2 separate regions of the Mus musculus genome follow, and region 1 is linked to region 2. Evidence: chromatin contacts called from public capture Hi-C data. All regions are on one chromosome and are shown on one strand. Each heading gives the region's core, a stretch centred on a gene start, on an enhancer-like site or on the middle of the called end of the contact. The rest is flanking DNA. Distances are from core to core; before and after follow the strand shown. Region 1 has its middle 16 kb from the start of Gm41616. Region 2 overlaps Lbh (limb-bud and heart).

Region 1 (5,128 bases), core at 337-2,836, 130 kb after region 2:
GCCTCAGGATATTTATAAGATGACAGAAGCTTCCAGCATCAACCAATGTCACGCACAGTTGAGTAGCAGTGGCTTCTGCCAAGTCCTCTCCATTTGCAAAAGTCTCCCGCTTGCTAAACATGTCAGTTCCTTGCTGAGGGTTAACTGCTCAGCAAGGTTTTGATCTATATGTGAAAAAGCAACCAAAGTCACTTCTGCAGGCAACCCAGCCTCTGCCTCTCTCCTTCCCTTCCCTGTCTCTAGATGACATCTGAACAGCCCTATTCTGATGGCTGCCAGAGAGCAAGTCTTCTAAAATTAGAGGGCACAGAGATCTTTTTCATTTCTTTTTAAACTTGGACCTTGTAAGTTAACCTTCTCCCCAGTGAGGTAGGCTTCTAGACAAGTTGGTTTCACTGCTATAAAGATAAATGAAAGGCTAAGTAGAACTAGGAGCACCTCCCAGGGCTATAGCTGATGACTTGACAGGTCATTTATTCCAGGGCATAGCCTGGCTTCTAGCCAGGTCCTCCAATAGAAGCTGAGCTAAGGAAAAACCCCAGTGAGGTGGGTGACCCCCAGCGTGGGTCCTCTGCTTTCTAGCCAAGGCCATCTAGCATCTGGTGGATGCGCATAATTAGTAATGCTTTTGAGGATAACGATTTTGGTCTCATGGAAAAAGGAGAGTTGGTCCAAGATAGTGTCTGGTAAACTTTGACATTACACCCTAAAATGGCCTTGTGCTCGCATAGAATCACTAAGCAGCCATGAGATCCCATTACAGCACCCTCCTCAAGAAGCAGCTTGCCATTGAATCTGTCCCCAAATCCCAGTCTTTCCTCAAACAAAAGAAGCTCTGGTGTGGGAGGATCTGGAGTCACCCGAGGGAAGAGAAAGCGTAGGCTGCCAAGGCTACAGTAAACTTCTAAAGGTTTCAGCCCAACAGTTTTCGTTTTGTGTATGGAAAAATCCAAGATTCGAGAACAGAGACTCTTTCGGAGTGGAAGAACAGGACAAAGTGAATGACTTTGCATAAGGGCTAGCACACACCCCTGCTTCCTTATTAGCTTTGTGAAGGCACCTGAGTTCAAAACAAGAGCTGAAGCTGGAACTTCCCTAAAGCCAACATCTTCTTCTCAGGCGGGATTGCCTCCCACGGTTCTTTAGGCAGTCCAGGCTGGCCTCAAACTCTCGGGTCATCTGAGGGTGTATTTAAGTTTAAAAGCGTCTGGTACTTCTCCCTCGACTTCGAAGATCACAGGTGTAGGCCACCATGCCTGGTTTACGTGTTGCTGGGACCCAGATCCATCACATCCTTGGCATCCTCCAGGGATGTTCAAGATGCTTCTCAGTCTAAAAGTATCCTTAATGCCACAAGATAGAGATATGGAATAGACGCCCCACCCCACCCCACCGCCCAAAGAGGCTTTGAAAATTGAAAGCCAGGCCTGGCCAGGGCCCTCACCGGATGTTCAATGAGCACAGGAGGAAACAAAAGTGCTTGTGTTAACAGAATGTCATTTCCCAACATGAGTCAGGCCCAGCGCTGAGGCAGGGAAAGGAGAGCAAATGCCTTCCCATTCATCACCGCGGACACGGTTATTTTTAGAGCCAACACCAGCTCAGCGCTGGGCTCCAAGGACCCTGCCGTGGAAGGAAACAGGGCTCAGCTGATGATAGAGTTGGTCGGGGGTAGAAAGCATGTATGCATGCAAGCTTGCCTTTGTGTATGCATGTAGAGAACGGGGAAGGCAAGCCTCCCCCTATAGACTGCAATCCCTGGACATAATTCCTTCTGTGACCATGGAGAAAGAGATAGCGCATTTAGGTAATTATTTAAAGAAGTGGCTCCCAACCTAAGAGTTGCAACCCTTTGGGGGGCTGAACGACCCTTTCACAGGGTCACACATCAGATGTCCTGTATATCGGATATTTACATTACAATTCATAACAGTAGAAAAATTATAGTGATAAGGTGGCAACAGAAATAAATTTATGGCTGGGCAGTGGGGGGGGGGGGGGTCACCACTGCATCAGGAGCTGTATTAAAGGATCGCAGCATTAGGAAGGTGGAGAGTGCTGCTCTAAAGTCTTTGACGTTAGTAGTAGGGAAGACTTTCAAGCAGCAGCTGTGAGTGAAGCTGTAAGTGAGAGAGGCCAGGTTTCCAAAGCGGTCCTGAGTCGGGAGGCTGAGTGGTATGGATAGCCAGCTGCCCAATCACCCTCAGGGGCTGGGGCCAGTACGGTCGGATGAGCCCCAACTACTAGTGTGTGCCAACAGGCCCATTCTCTGAAAGGTAAGCCTCGCCTGGAATTAGAAGAGTCCCCTTTTGCAAGGGTCTAGCCCCTCTTTCCTAGGAGCTATAGGAAACGGAAATCCTGAGATTGAACTTGGCTCGGACAGGAGGTTGGACTAAGGGTGTGGTCCCATTCTTTCCAAGTCTCATTGGAAATATCCTTCAGTCCTGCCTGGGCCGATGCTAACGCATCCTAGTTGAAGAGGCATACCTACTCAGCCTGACACAAACACAAAAGCAGCACAGCTTCTGAGGAGGCTGTTTCTTCTAGGAAGCCACAAGGCTTCCTAGACGTTCAAGGTCTATGGGAGTGTGGTTTATACTACACAAGTAGCATTAACTTTTAAGGGCCTCAGAGTTGATTCACTTTCCATTAATAGCTCAACTGCCTCCGAGGCTCTGGCCAATTTTAAAGCTCCTTACGGGCAAGGAAGGTTGAGATGACTTCCTGCATGGTCATTGGATGGATTCCTAAAATCCAAAGCAAGTGGATAGAGCATTCCACAGCACGGTGTCATGACTTCTACCTCCTCCCAGGGAAGCAGAGAGGGATCCTCAGTTACAAAAGAAAGTCTCTGCTGCTGCCCTGATAGCACCTAAGAGACGGAGGGTATTTGAACCCCCCCCCCCAGATAAGAAATAAACAAAAGGTGGGGTGTCAGAGGATGGTTTTGTGCACTGTGTAAAGGCTGTCTTTGTATGATTCAAATGCTGATTTCTCTACTGGCAGAGAGTTAGTCCAGGACAGACTTTGGTATTGTAATTTTTATGAAGCATCACCTGTTTCAGTGTTTAGTAAACATTCTTGTTCATACCTCCTGATTGGTTAATAAAGAGCTGGATCAGAGTAGGGAATAACAGAATAGCAGAAGACAATAGGGCAGGACTTCCTGTTCCAGTTAGGGTGTCCTAAAGGAGACAGACAGGTAGAGAAAGACCACAAGGAATGGAAGATGTGGAGAGACCATGAGGAGTTGCCATGAACAGGTCACCAAGGGAGTTTCCATGGGATACACATGGACCAGAATGAACTAGGGCAAGACTCAGATCGAAGATAAAGGACCGCATGGCTGGGAAAGCAGCAGCCTTGGAGGTCAAAGTGGCTCAGAATCTGCCCAGCTTAGGCTTGCAGCTTAAAAAAATACCAGGTCTCTGTGTCTTTTGGGAAGAGCAAACGTGAGCTAGAGAGGGTGTAGAAACACCCAACAGTTGTTTGAGAACAAAGGAGGCATAGAACCTACCCACCAAGAATTAATTTTATGGGCTGGAGAGATGGCTCAGCAGTTAGGAGCACTGACTGCTCTTCCACAGGTCCTGAGTTCAATTCCCAGTAATCACATGTTAGCTCACAACCATCTGTAATGGGATCCTCATCTGTTGTGTTTGAAGACAGTGACAATATACCCACATACATGAAATAAATCTTGAGAGAGAGAGAGAGAACTACTTTTACAGTGGACTTCTTGTTCATTCAGTTTTGACCCTATCTTTTCTTCTATAGATATCACAGATAAGGACTCTGAGTCAGCATGGAGACCAGGCAATGCACTCAGCTATCTTAAGAACCATCAAGTTCACCTGTACAAAAAGGCAGACAAGCTGTAGAGGAAGTAACAGCACCCAAGAAGCCAAGTGCTTCTACCCCAGCTCTGTGCCTAGTTGGTGATAAATGAGCCACCTACCTGTATACACCAGAAAAGGAATGGCTGGGACAACAGGCTCTTGACATTCCACTGCAAAGCAGCATAAAACAAGTATAAGGAGTGGGGTGAAACATCCAACAAGAATGCCACCTAGGAAAGCCGGCTCTTGGGCTGAGTGTGGGAGTCAGCAAAAAGTTTGTTAATAGCCAACAGATATCCATCTCTCAAAAGCTGAGCACTGAGTAACAAGTCTTCATAAGAACTCTGCATGGTAGGTATCATTTTCCTATTGCAAGATACCAAGCACACTATGTGGCAAAGATAGGCTTAAGCTTCTGTCTTCCTGTGTGCCTTTTGCCACACAGTGTCCTCCCAATGGACTAACAAGAGTAATGAAAGTCTGTTTTCCTTACATCAAGCATCCTTTTTAAAGTCTGTCCCCTGCATGTACTCCTTTTATTTTTTTTTCCTTTTATGACTTTATTTATTATCATGAAAGAGCTACAGTTCTACATCCTTTGAGCTGTACTGGGGGAATTGAAGAACAGTGTGGACAAGTGCCTGGCCCCGTGTGCCACCATTTCCTCTTGTCCAAGTCACCACCAGATGACATCAGTGGCATCAGTCAGTTTCTATGTGCACTGGTGCTTCCAGAAGAGGAGGTGACTCAGATACCAGCCTGCTTCGTTCCATGCATCAAAAACCAGCCAGCTCCCTGCTCCTCTTTCCTCTGAGTTGCTTTGAGCTAGAAGGCCCTGGAAGGGTAGGTCACATGGTTTGTCTATGTACCCCTGGAGGCATGGGGCTACAGCAAGTGCTGGAGCCAATGGCAGGCTCACTCTCTGCTAAAATGACTTTGCTTCCTTTCTCTCTGGCTTTCCCTGCCTTGCTATATGAAGGCGGTTGGCTACCTCCATGTTACCATTGTTCTGGTTCTTGTCTCCTCACTCTAGTCTCCCTCCTTCCTGACTCTTGGTCCATCTCCCTCCGATTTTGGGAAGTTTCTCCCCCTTGTCTTTCCTCTTTGATGACCAGGTCTAAAACTGATGAGACTCGGAGCACTGTCCTTTCCCCACGCACTACAGCTGTCTTTGTGATGCCACGCCACCGTAGCACCAGGTGTGAGAGCTGAGAAACAAGACTTCCCCCTTGATCCCTAACTCTGCCTGGTGTTGAAAAGCTGTCATTAGGAAACTGACTCCCACACTG
Region 2 (5,043 bases), core at 1,527-4,026:
CTCTTGCAAGGCTTTCTGGCTTTTCCCGGAGAAACAAAAGAGGCTGTTTTGGTGCAGGACGTGTTCTGTTGTTGTTTGTTTTTTTATTTTTTGGAGAGAGCTATGGTTCTCAGAAGCACAAATCTTTGTGATCTGATAATGAAAGAAAATCTCTGATGGAAGGGGTATATCAATTATTATAGTGATTTTTTTTTTTTTTACAAATACAATGACTTGTAAAAATAACTTTTTCTCTTTAATGGTTCCTGCTTTGAGTAGGTCACAGTGCAAAGGTCTTTGGCAAGTACCACAGTATCAGACTCTCAATGCTCAGATTGCTCCCCCACCCCCACCCCCTACGGAGGACTTAAAAGACTTGGCTGTGGAGCTTTTGGTATGAAAGCCATTGGTGGATATTGTTTTCATGACTGTGTTAGAAGGATGGCTTCACGCTTGGAGCATGGAAACTAACGCTGCATCTGAGGGGGCCATTGCAAAGAAGACATTGTTGTTTGAATTTTGTTTCTGCCCTCAAGCATTGTATTACTTCTGTGTTGGCCAAGAACTTGGACGCCATCTTGTGTGATAAGAAGGCCATTTCATTTCTCTGGAGGAGAAACTGAGCGGGGGTGGGGGGGTGGGGGGGTGGGGGAGCTTGAGAGGCCTTGACAGGGGTCATGCAGTGGATGTCAAGGGAATAATACGAATCCAGAGCCAGTGCCTTAGCCCTATGTCCTCAAAGGAATGGACATCCGGGTCCTTTAGACATCTGGGTCCAGGAGCAGCTGATTTCTAGGAATGTAGCCTCTTCCTCCTCCTCCTCCTCCTCCTCCTCCTCCTCCTCCTCCTCCTCCTTCTTCTTCTTCTTCCCCCCCCCCCTTAGGAATGTACAGCTATCTACTTTATACTGTTATCATGGAGACAGAGGCTCTGCTCTGCTATGGCTGGGCTCATCAGCACTGTCTTCCATACAACACAAGCATCGCTTTGCTAACTCATAGTAAAATCAGTTGCTCTGCTTCTGCCGGCCTGGGTTGCCCGAGTCCTTTGTGATAGTCTGTGGCTTGAGAGGTCATGTGTATCCTGGGTCTATCCTACCTAGTTCAGAATGAGATCTGAATGCTAGCTCTGCCTTTTGACCTTCAGGGTCCCGGATGCTTGCTAACCCCGGGGTGGTAGTGCTGTCTCGGTGAAGTCCTATCTGATAGAGCTTTGTAAACTAAAGAGTGCTTTCATCATCGGGGAGCCCCTGCATCACACCTCAGAGCTCATGCTTGGAAGATGCCTTATGTCCTCACCTTCAGGAAGGGGCTCAGCTCCATAAAAGCAAGTAAACGACCCCCCCCCCAACCTAGCTGATCCACTTTCCGCTCACACTCATTAGTGTGAACCCGCCACCAAGTCAACAAGGGCAAACATCAGAGCGGGTAGTGTGACAGGACATGGTGGCCAGTTTCTCCAGACCTCTCTGACCCGCCTGGGTCCAGCCCCTCCCTGGTTTGTTTTCCTTCTGGCAGCTATTACGATACATTTTATGAGCCCTTTTAAGTCTTTAATGATGCGTACTCCTGCAGCTGGCTTAAGGCTTAATCCCAAGCAATAGGCCTTTATTGGATAAATGGTTAATAATCACTGGTCTGTAGGGATTGGGACGATTTGTGAGGCCCGTGATTCTCAGAAGCCCCACGCGGGCTTCCGAGTGCATCTAGGAGATCAGACACCCTGGGAGACCTCAGATGTTCGGTGGGATAAGCATTTCTTCTGCCCTCCGAGTACAGCAAAACAGGCAAGTTTCCAGGATTTCTCCCAACGCCTGTTTCCATCCACTTGAATTTGAACAGACTGTGTGACCTTCAGTGAAGTCCCCTTTCCCCCTCTGGGGCCTGGGTTTCCTGTCTGTCAGACAGAGAGGTGGGAGGAGATGGCCTTGAAGGTGCCAAGTGTCAGTGATCTGGTGAGCCCCAGATTTCCCAGACCAGAGCTCCTCTCTCCTCTTGGGCGTGTCACTGAGGGCTATGAATGGCAAGGGACCAGCAGCTCGGTGGATTAAGTGCTTAGCTACTGGGCAAAGAATTGGGTCAGCTGTAGTCACAGGGCAGTATGTGCAAAGCAAAGCCAGACTTGGCCCCTAGTTTTATAGCCTGGCTCAGTGTTTCGGTCAGCACTGGGAAGGACCCACATAAGTGGACTGGGGCCTCTTCCACGGGACTCTGGGAGGAGATTGGAGTCTTCCAGGTGTACTGATGGCAAGAAGCCAGGACTCGCTCACAGGTGAAAAGGGAAGGCACTGTGGATGCTTTTCCCAGGCAGCTTGTGACTGGAGGCCTTGACTGGATCTGGATCTGGCTTAGACTTGGCAGTTGCGATGAGATCCAAAAGGCAGGTGACACAGGAGCATGGGAGCAAGCACACCTGAGGTTGAGCCTTAGTTCCGTCCAGGCTAGAAGGGCCTAGATGACTAGTTTGCCCAAGCCTGGGACTTTTAACATAACCCGAACAACACTTGATTTTTGACTGTGTTAGTTTAAAACGATGAACGATTTGGTTGTTTATTTCTTCTGGGCACCAATAATTATTCTGGCAGAAATGTAATGTTTTAGCGCCTGCTGTATGGTGTGGATTGCAGGCATTAACTGCTTGCTTATTCCAAAGCAAAGCCCGGCATACCGTGAGAAACGTGATCTTTTTTTATTCTTTTATCTAGAAGTAAAGCACTAGAAACAGAGTTACACCCACCCTCTTGTTCAGTGGTATGGTCCACAAAATTTTAGCTTTAGGATTGGGAAAAAAAATCTGGCTTAGAGATAGTTTTCTCTAGAACGTATTCCCCTGGATTCTGTCTTACACCCACAGTGTTTAGAAGGCAGAACATAATCCTTGGAAGACAGCCAGTGTTCTCTCTCTCTCTCTCTCTCTTTCTCTCTCTCTCTCTCTCTCTGTGTGTGTGTGTGTGTGTAAAGAAAGAAACACGTTTCTCTTTCAGATGTATATATGACCAGATGTCTGCGTTGTTCTTTAAATTTTCAGATCTTTCCGGACCCATCAGACTTTGACCGTTGCTGCAAGCTGAAGGACCGCCTGCCCTCCATAGTGGTGGAACCCACTGAAGGGGAGGTGGAAAGCGGGGAGCTCCGGTGGCCTCCTGAGGAATTCCTGGTCCAGGAGGATGAGCAAGACAACTGTGAAGAGACAACAAATGAAAAGAAGGACCAGTAGAGTCCACGCAGGCTCGCCTGGGTCATGCCAGCCAGCACACCTGAACTGTTTTTCCCATGGTGATGGAAGAAGAGAATGAGCCACAGTCATTGTGAAAATGTCAAACGAGGCTTCCGTTTTGCACCTGAAAATCACCGAGTCGGTTTTCTTTTCTTCTTCTTTTTTTTTTTTTTTTTTTTTTTTGGTTTGTTTTTAAATTCGTTGAGCAATGGAGCCCTCTGACAACTTGCAAGGCTGAGAAAGGAAGTTGCTGAGAACAGGGGTGGAGGGGGGGGTGGGGGGAAGGGGTGCTGCTTCGAAGATCCCTATCTGAACTCTAGTGCCAGAGGCAGTGCGTGCACATGTGTGTGTGTGGGGGGGGGTGCAGTTCGGGCTGAGGGGGTGAGCAAATGAGCAAGAAAGATTTTGGATTAGAAGAAGAACAACAACAACAACAAAACAAAACAAAACAAACTCTACACTTTTAAAGAGAACTACAGCCAGGAAGTGCTGCTCTTTCCAGCATTTGTCCTGGCTACTGGGGCATCTGACAACCAAGTCCTTATCTCCTGCTCTGTTGCTCACAGCCACCAGCCTTTGTTTTCATTTCAAGTGTGTTTGGTCACCCACAGAGAAGTCGGGCCAGGTAAACTGCCTAGGAAGCCAGATGGAGGGATACAGAGGAAAGGAAGACTCCACCACCATTCCCCAGATGCTTCAGGCTGTCAGAGTCCCCAGGGACCTGGGAGGCTTTAAGACATAGTACTTTTGAGTTTTTCTCCCTATTTACCCCCTTCTGCCTCCCAGTATATAAGGGGAACAGCCAGAGCACTTCCTGCCCTTGTGAGGCACTCCAAGGCTGCAGCCTGAATAGGGAGTGCCTCCTCCCACGGTGGATCTCCCAAGAATTCTTATGTAATCTCTATGGAGCAGGAGGGTAGAAGTGTCGGCTTTCTCAGGCCTGCCCTTCCTTTCTCCTTTGGCCACAGCAGTCAGGTGGACGGTCCCCAGCTATGCTGTGGCCTGTCACTGTTCATCTGACCTGCAGCAGGGCCACTCCAATGGGTTTCCCAGCCCGGCTTCCATGGGCGCTAAAAGCAGAGTGTGCTTCTTGGTTGGGAAGCTGGCTAGCGGGCTTCCATGCAGGGGCCTGGGTGGTGCCGCATTGATTCCCATGTGGGAATCAGCCCTCCAGTGGAGCAGCTGTGGCATCCAGTTTGAGACAGTAGCTGTTGTGAGATCACGGCTTCTCCTCTTGTTGCTCCTGAGCACAGGTTGGGAGAAGATACAGGGTGTGCTGGAGTATCCTTGTAGAATAGCAGCCTTTATTCCTTCCCCACTTTACCTGTCTCTGGAAAGGGCAGCAGTTGCATGGGGAAATTAACATTTGGATTTAGCTCTGATCATAGCTCAGAACCTTCTGGAATAGCGGGTTAGAGGACAGAATTTTTAGAGCAGGGCTGTTTGGTCAAGAGGTGGACTTAAAGCCTTCCTTAGGCTTCACTTAGCCAACCAAGGCACTCACAAATGTCCCCTCACGTCTCTTGTCAGTCCAGGTTGACCCCCGTCTTTGGACTCGTTTGTCTGGTTCTATTTAATACCTCAAAGTCAGTGTGGCTCTGGGCCACGTTGGGGCAAGAGCGTGGGGGGTGTGCTGTTGACACGGCATTCAGCAAGGTTTGGTTCTGGGATGCCGATGGTCACCCCCTCCCCCGTCTCTTCCCTCTGTCGTCTGCCTGTGATACACACCGATGGCAATAACTTTTTTCCGGCTCCTTGCAGAAGTGGGAGAGGGCTGCAGCCAACCCTGCAACCAGAGAGCTTCTCTCTCTCTTGCTTCCACTCTGCTCTGTTTTGGCTACAGAGATC

The links. Capture Hi-C pulls out chosen DNA fragments and counts their contacts.
Region 1: a capture Hi-C map of bone marrow-derived macrophages shows a contact between it and region 2, with 4 times the contacts expected there. The contact joins two enhancer-like sites. A contact is called at or near these places in 1 of 15 datasets of contacts at CTCF or cohesin (the NIH/3T3 cell line), 17 of 484 Hi-C or Micro-C datasets (the HL-1 cell line, adipose-derived mesenchymal stem cells, cerebral cortex and 7 more), 10 of 115 datasets of contacts at active chromatin or transcription factors (the 230-238 cell line, bone marrow-derived macrophages, craniofacial prominence and 7 more) and 3 of 9 other capture datasets (adipose tissue, bone marrow-derived macrophages and liver).

Annotation. Positions count from the first base shown.
Region 1 is chr17:73,066,090-73,071,217 of GRCm38.p6, forward strand. No RefSeq gene overlaps it. Among named protein-coding and RNA genes, the nearest start is that of Gm41616, 16 kb to the right of the region's middle. Within about 2 kb of position 1,587, at least 85 of the 459 cell types and tissues checked have an H3K27ac peak or open chromatin away from gene starts, as enhancers often do. A contact at or near this core is called in adipose tissue, bone marrow-derived macrophages and heart atrium, where this site is marked.
Region 2 is chr17:72,936,250-72,941,292 of GRCm38.p6, forward strand. Lbh (limb-bud and heart) reads left to right here. Exons shown (of 3, transcript NM_029999.4): 3 at 3,007-5,043. The coding sequence ends at 3,195. Among named protein-coding and RNA genes, the nearest start is that of Lbh, 20 kb to the left of the region's middle. Within about 2 kb of position 2,777, at least 91 of the 459 cell types and tissues checked have an H3K27ac peak or open chromatin away from gene starts, as enhancers often do. A contact at or near this core is called in adipose tissue, bone marrow-derived macrophages and heart atrium, where this site is marked.